Regions from separate parts of the Mus musculus genome. Here region 1 is linked to region 2. A link is a contact called in public HiChIP or PLAC-seq data. All regions are on one chromosome and are shown on one strand. Each heading gives the region's core, a stretch centred on a gene start, on an enhancer-like site or on the middle of the called end of the contact. The rest is flanking DNA. Distances are from core to core; before and after follow the strand shown.

What was found. HiChIP or PLAC-seq counts read pairs in DNA pulled down with a chosen protein or histone mark.
Region 1: an H3K27ac HiChIP or PLAC-seq map of SST interneurons shows a contact between it and region 2, with 2.2 times the contacts expected there. The contact joins two enhancer-like sites. A contact is called at or near these places in 1 of 484 Hi-C or Micro-C datasets (embryonic stem cells), 2 of 115 datasets of contacts at active chromatin or transcription factors (SST interneurons and neural progenitor cells) and 2 of 9 other capture datasets (embryonic stem cells and liver).

What each region holds. Positions count from the first base shown.
Region 1 is chr2:129,871,524-129,876,952 of GRCm38.p6, reverse strand. No RefSeq gene overlaps it. Among named protein-coding and RNA genes, the nearest start is that of Gm39933, 23 kb to the left of the region's middle. Within about 2 kb of position 2,197, at least 21 of the 459 cell types and tissues checked have an H3K27ac peak or open chromatin away from gene starts, as enhancers often do. A contact at or near this core is called in SST interneurons, where this site is marked.
Region 2 is chr2:129,626,770-129,631,629 of GRCm38.p6, reverse strand. Sirpa (signal-regulatory protein alpha) reads right to left here. Exons shown (of 9, transcript NM_001355158.1): 8 at 3,645-3,684; 9 at 1-1,703. The coding sequence ends at 1,446. Among named protein-coding and RNA genes, the nearest start is that of Sirpa, 36 kb to the right of the region's middle. Within about 2 kb of position 3,474, at least 24 of the 459 cell types and tissues checked have an H3K27ac peak or open chromatin away from gene starts, as enhancers often do. A contact at or near this core is called in SST interneurons, where this site is marked.

The DNA.
Region 1 (5,429 bases), core at 948-3,447, 250 kb before region 2:
GCATAGAATCTAAACTTTTATAAAGTCCTGCCTTTAGAAGTATCGTACATTTAGCTTAATCCTTGTTGCAGCTGTCTTAGAATTCTTAAAGTATTTCTTTGGATGAGCACTGTACATTTTCATTTTGCACTAGGCCCTACAGATTGTGTATGTGTCCTGCGTAGAATGGGATCTACAGTGAGCACTGAGATGAGGGGTGTGTGTGTGTGTGTGTTTGTGTGCATGAGGCAAGAAGAGTGCAAACTGCTTAGTATATGTGGCAATACATTATTATAATCTCTTCCAGTCTAATCTCTTACAGCCTGTTAATATACTTTAGGATCATATAAGACTTAAGGCTGATATTCTACTGTGTACTCAACCGGCTTGTTTAACCTGTCTTTAAGAGAACAATGTAAAAACTGACTTTAAGACAACAATGTAACAACCAACCTGACTTGCCTTGGATTTCCCACATAATGAGATTTACAACCTAGGCTAATAACACATAATCATAATCTTCCATGTACTCTTCCATGTCCCTGACCCAGAGAGCAATGTATATATGTTTGTTAGCATGTTATGATAATCATTGGCTGAAAACATCAGACATAGGTTCAAAGCAACCTTTTAAATGAGTAGCCCTAACTGAGTGTTGAGGACAGCATGACTACGGTGATGAGCAATGATACTTGTACTGCTTGTTATCTGGGCCAGTTGGAATCAGCGACTTAACTCTTTGTAAAACTCGGTTGAAGATTTGTATAAAGTATCCCACTTCTTCCCCGTGTGATGCTTTCTGTGCTGTTCAATATATACAGGGCAGAAGCCCTTTGTTAGACACTGTCTTAGTCAGGGTTTCTATTCCTGCACAAACATCATGACCAAGAAGCAAGTTGGGGAGGAATGGGTTTATTCGGCTTACACTTCCATACTGCTGTTCATCACCAAGAAAGTCAGGACAGGAACTCAAGCAGGTCAGGAAGCAGGAGCTGATGCAGAGGCCATGGAGGGATGTTCCTTACTGGCTTGCTCAGCCTGCTCTCTTATAGAACCCAAGACTACCAGCCCAGAGATGGTCCCACCCACAAGGGGTCTTTCACCCTTGATCACTAATTGAGAAAATGCCTTACAGTTGGATCTCATGGAGGCATTTCCTCGACTGAAGCTCCTTTCGCTGTGATAACTCCAGCTGTGTCAAGTTGACACAAAACTAGCCAGTACAGACACACACACACATGAACACACACAGACACGGGGACCCAGGGACATTCAGGTAGGCACAGATTCAGACTTGTACAACAGACAGGAACCACAGAAGACATGCAGCTCTCAGTAGCTCTGTCTTCATGCCAACCCCAGTGTGTTGATGCAATCTCTTTCCCAGGAAGAAACAGACTCATGAAGCGAGGTGAGTCTCCCAACACAAGTGCAGCTTTTCACAGCTTGGAAAGCACTTGCCCTCTGGGAGTGACAACCCTTTGTGTGCCATGGTGTGCAGAGCACACAGCAGCTGCCAAAATGCTCTCAATGCAGTCAATCAGAATGCATCTCCTGATGGCCCCAGCTTTGCCCGTGTGTGGGAAGCATACCTGGGAGACAGTTTATTGCCATCAGTCACTGAGGTGAACAGGGGTCTTATTCCCCCATGCCCTAGCCCTATAAATGTGATGGCTTTAAGGCATGACCCTTGGCAGAGCAGATCCAAAGTAGGATTTGGAAGTGGCACACCATGCTTGGTCCCCTCCTTCACTTCTAACCACCTACCCTCCACTTCTCGGGGATGGTTCAGCTTAAGTCACTGTCCCAGAGAATGATTCCGTCTGAGTCACTTTCACAGGAATCCTTGTCTCAAGGTCAACTTCTGAGGAGTCCAACCCAGGACACTTTCATGGCTTCTGTCCTTCCTTGTCTCTGGACTCTGTGGAGGCCGGGGGTGGGGGACAAAACAACTGAGAAGTGGCTAGTTGGAACTTGCACAGCTACCCAGTGGCCTCGGGGAGGACCAAGCCCCGAAACATCAAACCTATTATACACATCTTCAGAGAATGACTGGATACTCCATCCCTGCCTGAGGAAGAAGTCCGGCCTCATCTTTGTGTTGCTTCCTGAATGCAGCGAGCCTGTGCAGCAGACACCTGCTCGGGAGTGCACCTCCCCAGACAGCTTGTTGAGGTTTCTGAGTCTCCTCATCTGGTCCCTCGGTGATTATGCAACCGACAGCAAATCATCACTCATGTTGGTCACATCCTAGATGCTGTTGACTGTAATTGCAGCAGGCAGGCCATGCTGTGCTCGTTTGCTGTACCCTGACTTAGGACCTCTTGCATCTATTTGCATGTTATTTGATTGGGTCTGGAAAAGGAAAATCAACAGATGCAGCTCCTAAATGGGCCAGGCTGTTTTCTCATTTTATGGAGCGGGAAGTCAGGGAGCACCAGGCACTGTCCTGCTCTGAGATCTATACTTAAACCACAGCTGAGCTGATTCACTTCTGCTCCCCCACAGGGCTTATCCGGGCAAGAGCTGGGGCTCTTTTGTGAACCTCATATCACCAAGGGCTCACCTAGGACTGAAGTGATGCCCTATCTGGGTCTCCCACACACACCCCACCCCCGCCATTGCTCCTAGGCTCGGAGTTACATGGAAGCTAATAGCACCTCCATCCGGTCACTACTGCATTCCACAGCCTGGCCAAGATATTTTTAAAAAGCACTGCTTGTTACACAAACGAATGAACAATGTGCACGGTCCAGTTAATCTTTCCAAAACAAGGCTCTTCTGTTCCTGTCTTGCCCAGACATTCTCAGTGGCTCCGTGTGAACTGGAGGGGAAAAAATTCGAGGTCGTTCTGACAGCCAGTGCCTTTCACATCTTATTCAGAACCTGTGACTATAAGAATAACACTTGCACAGAAATTCTGCCAAACCTCGCTGATAATTCTGAAACTCAGTCTTGGAGAGGTAAAGAGCCAAATTATCTTACTTGCCTAAGTCAATTTACCAATTCTTCCCTCCTTCCTTTTCCAAATCTGGCTAGAACTCCCCCCCCCCCCTGATGTCCAGGGCCAGAACCAAATGTCACAGTCAGGAAAGGAATCTTGGAAATGGTAGAGACCCCTTGAAGGGGCCTTGGGGGACACAGTGAGCAGAAATCATCCACACCTGTAAAGGTGAATTAAGATTAGAATGAGGTTTGCAACCAAGCACTTCCTGGCAAGACCCCGGGTGCACTTCCCAAATCTTTCCAGGAGAGGGCGGCAGCATCCCTGGTTCTGAGTGCCAGGCAGTCTAAGGCGGATGTAAATAGGCAAGCCATGGATAGAGTGTGTGTGCCTGGGTGCTTGCAAATGTGCGGGAGAAAATCTGAGCCTATGATTGAGTGTACATGAAAGAAACATTGCTTTGTGTAGAACGTGTGTATCCAACCTGTGGCACACAGCCCAGGAAAGTTAAATGCCTCCCACCCCCAACACAAATCATCCCATACCTGGAATAAACCTAACCAAGAAGGTGAGAGATCTCTACAATGGAAAACTTTACATTTCTGAAAGAACAGATTGAGGACGACATGTTAAGATGCAAAGACCTCCTGTACTCATGGATTGGTAGAATTCCTATTATGAAAATGACCATAGTACCAAAAGCCATTTGCAGATTAAATGCAACCAAATCCCTATGTCATTCTTTGCAAAAACAGAAAGAAAAAAAATTCATATGGAACCACAAAAGACCCCACATTGCCAAAGCAGTCTTCAGCTTTTCGGGGAGGGGGACCAATGCTGGGGAGGTTGGCATTCTAGATTTATTACAGAGCTACAGTCATCAAAGCAGCACGGTACTGGCAGAAAAAGACTTGGAGATCAGCGGGACAAAACAGAAGACCCAACCCGAGTACATGTAACTACAGCCATCTGGTATTTGACAAAGATGGCAAAAAGCACACAGTGGGGGTGGGGGTGGGGGTGGGGAACATCTTCAAACAGTGGACCTGGGACAACCGCATCTCCATACATAAAAGACTGAATTTAGAAACACACCTATGACTCAGTAGACAAATTCAGGCCAAATGAACAAAAGGCCTCACTGTGAAGCCTGAACCCTGGAAGATTACAGACAGAACCTACAGGACATATGTGTGGGAAGGGGCTTGCTGAGCACGACTCTATTTGCCCAGAAATTAAGGCCAATGACTAACAAATGGGGACGCTTAAAACTCAAAAGCTTCTGTGTGGCCAAGGAAACAATCGACTGAGAGAAGGGGAAGACCACAGAGTGGAAGAGAATCTCTGCCAGGTATACATCCGGCACACCACATCTATGCATTAATGATCAGAACATATAAGAACTCAAAAGCAGAGGCAAGGAAACAAATGGCCCAATTGGGAGGGTGGGGGAGTGGGGGTGGGCTATGCATTGGAACAGAGTTCTCAAAAAACAAAATAAAAACGTCTAAGAAATATCTCCAAAAAATGTTCATCATTCTTAGCAATTAGAGGAATGCAAACTAAAACCACTTTGAGATTTCATCTTGCCCTAGAATGGCTAGATTAAAAAAAAAAGTGGCAAAGAACAAATGCAGGCAAAGGTGCTGAGAGGAGGGAAGCCCCATTCACTGATGGCGAGACGGCCAACAGGTGCAGCCATGCTGGGAATCAGTGTGGAGAAGGCTCAAAAGGCTAAAAATAAAGTCTACCATACATCCCAGCTATGACACTTCTCGGCAATAAGCCCAGAGGACCTGACATCCCAGTCCACAGAGGACCTGACATCCCAGTCCACAGACACTGGCTCAGCCACTGCTGCTCCATTCACAATAGCCAGGAAATGAAAACAATCTTCATGCCCTTCAGAGGAAGAGTGAATAACGAGAAGGCAGTCCGTGGACAGCACGGCGCATTAGTCGGCACAGAGAAATGAAATCATGACATTTACTGGCCAATGGATGGAACGAGAACAGATCATATTGAGGGCAGTAACGCAGACCCAGAAAGACAAATGCCACGCATTCTCTCTTATTCGTGGATCCTACCTCCAAATCTTTGGACGTGAGTACACAGTCTTGAGGAAGCACAAACACCAGGAAAGTAAAAAGGGACCATAGATGGGGGGGCTCTAGAGAAGGGAAGAGCGCGATACAGGTAAGGAGGATGGGAAAAGTGGGAGGAGTGCTTTAAATGGGGACAGAGGAGAGAGGACAATACAGAGGAAGGAAGGGGGGAGATAAATAACACTCAGGATGTTTGAAAACCTAGGGAATTACATTATTTGATATTTACCTAAAATTAAATGTAAGTGTGTGTGTGTGTGTGTGTGTGTGTGTGTGCGCGTGCGCACACACACACACACACACACACACACACACGGACAGAAACAAATGAATTTTACTGGCAAACAAGCTGGCAAGTTGGAAGGTGAAGGACTTTGCAGGCAGATCCCTTCCTGCTAGAG
Region 2 (4,860 bases), core at 2,225-4,724:
GGGATTGGGGACATTAGCGCCTCCACTTCCTGAGCTACATGTTAAGACCAGATAGTCAGGGTTGCCATAACCACTTGGCATTGGGCCCAGCCAGGCCCCGGCATCCAGTTTAAAGGGTGGAGGGTCAGAGCCTCTGCCCAGACTCTCGAGCCAGTGACAGTGGGTGGTTTGCCCTGGCTCACAGCTGTGTTGTCACAGGTATGACCAGGTTCTGTTCCAGTGTGATCCTGCTGAGGTTTGCTGGCAAAAAACGGACTCCTCCTTGCACTGATTACCTCAGAGAGCTGGCCGAGTGTCCCTTCTCTCTGCATGCCTCTGAAGTGCTTGTGAGTGAAGGGGGGCATCACTGACCTTGTCCCCTCAATGTGGAATGGCCAACATTAGGTCAGCATTGGGTCAGACAAGGCTGCACTTACCACAGTAGCCATGGAGGCAAAGGGCCAGCCATGTGGCCTTGTAAGAACAGGGCCTGGTTCGTCCCAGTGACGCTGGGTGCTGGAAGTAGCAGCTGAGGGATCCTTCTTGGTCCTCAGGATTCTGGGAATTTGAAAAAAATCTGTTTCTGCTGTAAGAAAATCCTTCCAGGACAATAAACTGTTAGACCTCAGACTTCACAAGACCCAACCATTCAACACATGACAAAGAGCCAAGATGCTGCTGCTGTTGTTTTAAGGGAAAGAAAAAAAATCAAAAAAGAAAAAGAAATTAAAAAGAAAAGAAACCCAACAACAACTAAACAGCATAAATCAAATTTTCTAACACCTTAGCTTTAAGACTGCACAGTTCACATTTCTCAATAATTTACAGGCGTCCACAGAGCGATGCTGCTGAGTTAGTGCTAGCTGGAGGAAGCAAGCTGGGACTGGAAGGGAGGTGGGGCCACACTGAACATGCCCAGGGAGTCTCTGCTGGTCTAGGAGGAGAGGGTTCCTTCTCCCCAGGGCTAGTCAGCCTGGGAGGTGGGGAGGCCAGCACTGTTGGCTGAAAACTTGCTGACTTCTGGTGTAGTTCTTCCACAGATGGGGCGGTTTGATCTAAAGGGAGTCTGGTCCCAAAGCTCAAGTTGGGTAGAGATGGTGAGCTCTTCTCCACACAGAAGACCAAGCTCTGGAACATCAAGGACGCAACCTGGGGTTGCCAAGACCAGGATCCAGACCCACGAGTGATGGGCCGAGGCACAACACTTCTTGGATTCCAGGCAGCTTTCTCCAGTTCGCCCTCTGGTTCTGCAACACCCAGCCTCCGGAAGAAGGGGACGTGGGTGCCCAAGAGGTGTTGAAGAGCCACGGAGGGAAGACAAAGGCCACCCTTACCCCTGGTCCTAGGACCCGTGCCACCTGGCCTTCTGGGGACAGGATTGGCTGGCTGGATGTCCTCGTCATGGCCACTCCATGTAGGACAAGAAAACTTGTGGGGATGGGGCCTAGTACAGACCACAGCCCCATTCACTTCCTCTGGACCTGGACACTAGCATACTCTGAGAAAGATGGCTCAGGCTTGGGGGCTGGCTGTGCCCGGCTGAGGTGGACCATGTCCAGGTCAGCATAGGTGAGGGTATCCTCTGGCCTAGGCACTTTGCCTGTCTCAATGCTTGCATATTCTGTGTGGTTGTTAGGCTCAGGGGCCCGGGGTGCGGGCTTCTTCTCTTTGGGCAGATTCAGGTCTGCGTATGTGATGTCGTTGATGTCATTTGTGTCCTGGATCTAAAAGACACAGAGAGAAAGTCATTCTGGAGCCCCAGCCTATTGACCCACCAACTGGCAACAAAATCGGCCCACTTCTTTCCCAGTGGGCTCAGCCTTCACTCTGCCAATGGTATCCCATTTCCAGCCTTTCTTCTTCCAATCCACCTTCCTCCTCACAGAGCCCAAAGGGTCTTCTGAAACACTCGGGTGGTTATCACATGTCCCTTTCCAGTCCCAGCTTGCTTCCTCCAGGTTCATGTCACCTCCTTCTTTCTGGGTGGAACCACCTGAAGCTATCCCCTCCCCCTTCCCATATCTTTTCCTTGTCCTGGATCACCCACTCTCACCTCTCCCACATAAGAGACCCCAGTGAACCATGTACAATTCTGCTCTAGCACTGCTCTACCCTAAGATACTTCTTGGTCCTCAATACCTCTGGCTGGACCCAGAGCTCCTCTGAGCAATTCAGTTCACATCTCCCTAGCATAGCATCTACCACCAAAGACTATGTTTGTTTTGCAACCTTAGCAAATGTGATCTCCCACAAGATAGGGAACACCTCTTCGTTTACATGTTTATTTCACAACATTTCTTTTTTCGTTAACTGGGCATTTGTTATACTGCAGACAACAAGGCTAGCACAGAGGCCCAGTCCATGGTGACAGGATGGATGGATGGATGGAAAGACAGACAGATGGGAGGATGGTTGGGTAGATGGCTAGACGGAGAGATGGATGCAATCACATAGTCAGAAGTCATTACACAAAGGCTTGATGACAACGCTACTCAGGAAGAGTGACTGACCCTATTTTACAGGTAAAAATGGTGACCTAGGGAGCAGATATAAATTCAGTGATTTGGTCTAAGTTCACTCAGCTGAGGAAAAGAAATGAAGCCTGTTGGAGCCTAACATGGTGAACTTCCCACACTGTGGTACCTCTACCCTGAGGCCTGCTGTCGGGGAAATCATGGAGACTGAACTGGTCTCCCTCCCTGGCAAGATACTAAGGCTGATATTGGGGGCCAGGGCCTGACATGTATTTGCACACTCAGTAAGTCTTGGAATGTGAATTTCTACAGGCTTCACTAACCAAGTCTTTTACCCAGAAGATTCCAGAAGGAAGCACAGAAACAAAATAACAGGGGGCAAGAACTCTGGTTGCCATGACTAGAAATGGTCTCATATTTGCTAATTACTGCTTAGCTCATGCCTAAGGCTGGTACGGGCTGGCACAACAAGATGTCTGGCTTACAAATCCCACACCTCTCCAAGCCTGGCCCCGTCAGCAGGTTATGTCTAAAGTGGTGTCAACTGCTTTGGAAATAGCAGGAAAGCTGAGGCTTTCGTTCCAGGTTCAGGACTGGGTTTGTCTTGTTTTACAAGGCTCTGAGGAACCCTGTGTCCCCAGAGGTGACACTGTTGGACAGAGACAACAGGGCTCAGGGATCTGGGAAATAAACGAATTAATACTGCCTATGAAATCTCCTCAACGATGAACAGGGAGAAGCTACCAGGTCCAGGACATCTTGTCATCCATCCAGGTCACTGGTGACACAGGGTTTTTCCTCCTCCTCCTCCTCCACAAAGGTGAGAGAGGCCATGACAGGCAGGGAAGAGTAAGGTGAGCTGACGATGGCTCCCAGTGGTAGAACTGGCTAGAGCAGGGGCCCAGAAGCAGGAATGTGCAGCAACAAAGGAAGCTGGAATCTGACTCTGGGTATCGTTTACGTGGGACACTGGTACCCCATGTTATGCAATGATTCACAACGAACCCAGGAGCCCCAGACTCTCCAGCTGGAGCTGGAGAAGGATGCAGAGGACTCATGGGTGACTCAGTAATGCACAGCTCCTCCTCCCTAGCCCAGAGACTTAATTTAGAACTGGATCCGCAACTCCGGTTGAAGCAAGGAAATCACACCCCGAGTTTCCCAGGAAGGGCAGCTCACCAAAGACTGTACCTGGGTTATTTCCCTGGCGTTCTTCTCGGGCTCGTGCAACCTGAAATGGAAAGAGACTCAGATAAAAATATCTATCTGAAGAGCTTATGCAAATCAACCAGAACCACATTCGGGACCTGCTTCCTACGTGAGCGGAGGAGGGACCGTAAGCGCTTATCAAACGTCTGGACACAGGAGCCAGGCTCACTGAGGGAATTCTAAACAAAGCACACGGGCTTTTTGAAAAGCTTCTGTTGGAAGGATCTCTAGAAATGATAGTGCTGGAAAGGCCCACGGTAGGGAGGGTGGGATGAAGAGGACTTCCACCCGCTGCCGTGGGGACAAACCAGGCCAACCCTTCCTGGAGGTGGTGGACAAATCACGAACAAGGATAATGCTCCATCTTTTGAATCATAACTGCACCTTTTGGGGGGATTGAATATACAGAGGCCTGCGCCCTGGACAAGATACAGAAATAAGTTTATGTCCTGGGGCATAAACTGTCCGATGGGCAGTGGGTTTTTTTTTTTGTTGTTTTGTTTTGTTTTTGATTTTTTTTGAAATTAGCATAAACTAAACTCTTCTGTGTTCAAAAAGTAGATGAGAAGTTTCCATTTTATTTTTGTGGTGCTGGGGACAGGGTTCAGTGCCTTGTTCATGCTAATAGAGTGGCATGTCTGAGTCACTGAGTAAGGCACTCTCAATGAAAATGTGCGGGAACTGGAAAGAAAATGCGAGCAACGGTGATCTGCAGAGCCCTGCTTCTTGTCTTCCCTTCCCACATTTCCCAAGTGTTCTATGTTATAGATAGACCTACGTATTGTTGTGAAAAGAAAAGGAACAAAATGCTGTGCTTAATAAGCAACAACAACCACTGACATACCCCTGGTCTCGCCATCAAGAGACCAGGCGTGGCTCCCTGGAGGGTCACGGTGAAAGTGACGAGCCAAGACGGGTTCTGTAGGAGTTATATCAATTTTCAAGCCAGAAACCTGGGTCACTCAAGCATGAACAATGGCAGAATGAGCAATGGGGCTTGGCAGCAGGGTGTTTGATAGAGCTGTCATGACTGCCTGGATCATAAGGTGCCCCATGTGGCCAAACAGTCCTCCAGGATCCAGGATGCAAAGACAGGGGATCATGCCGCTCTCTCCCCAGTCTCCAGTTCCCACCTTCTGCAGTCCCTGTTGCTTGTTTGGTTCATATCCAGTCACTAGACACACACACACACACACAC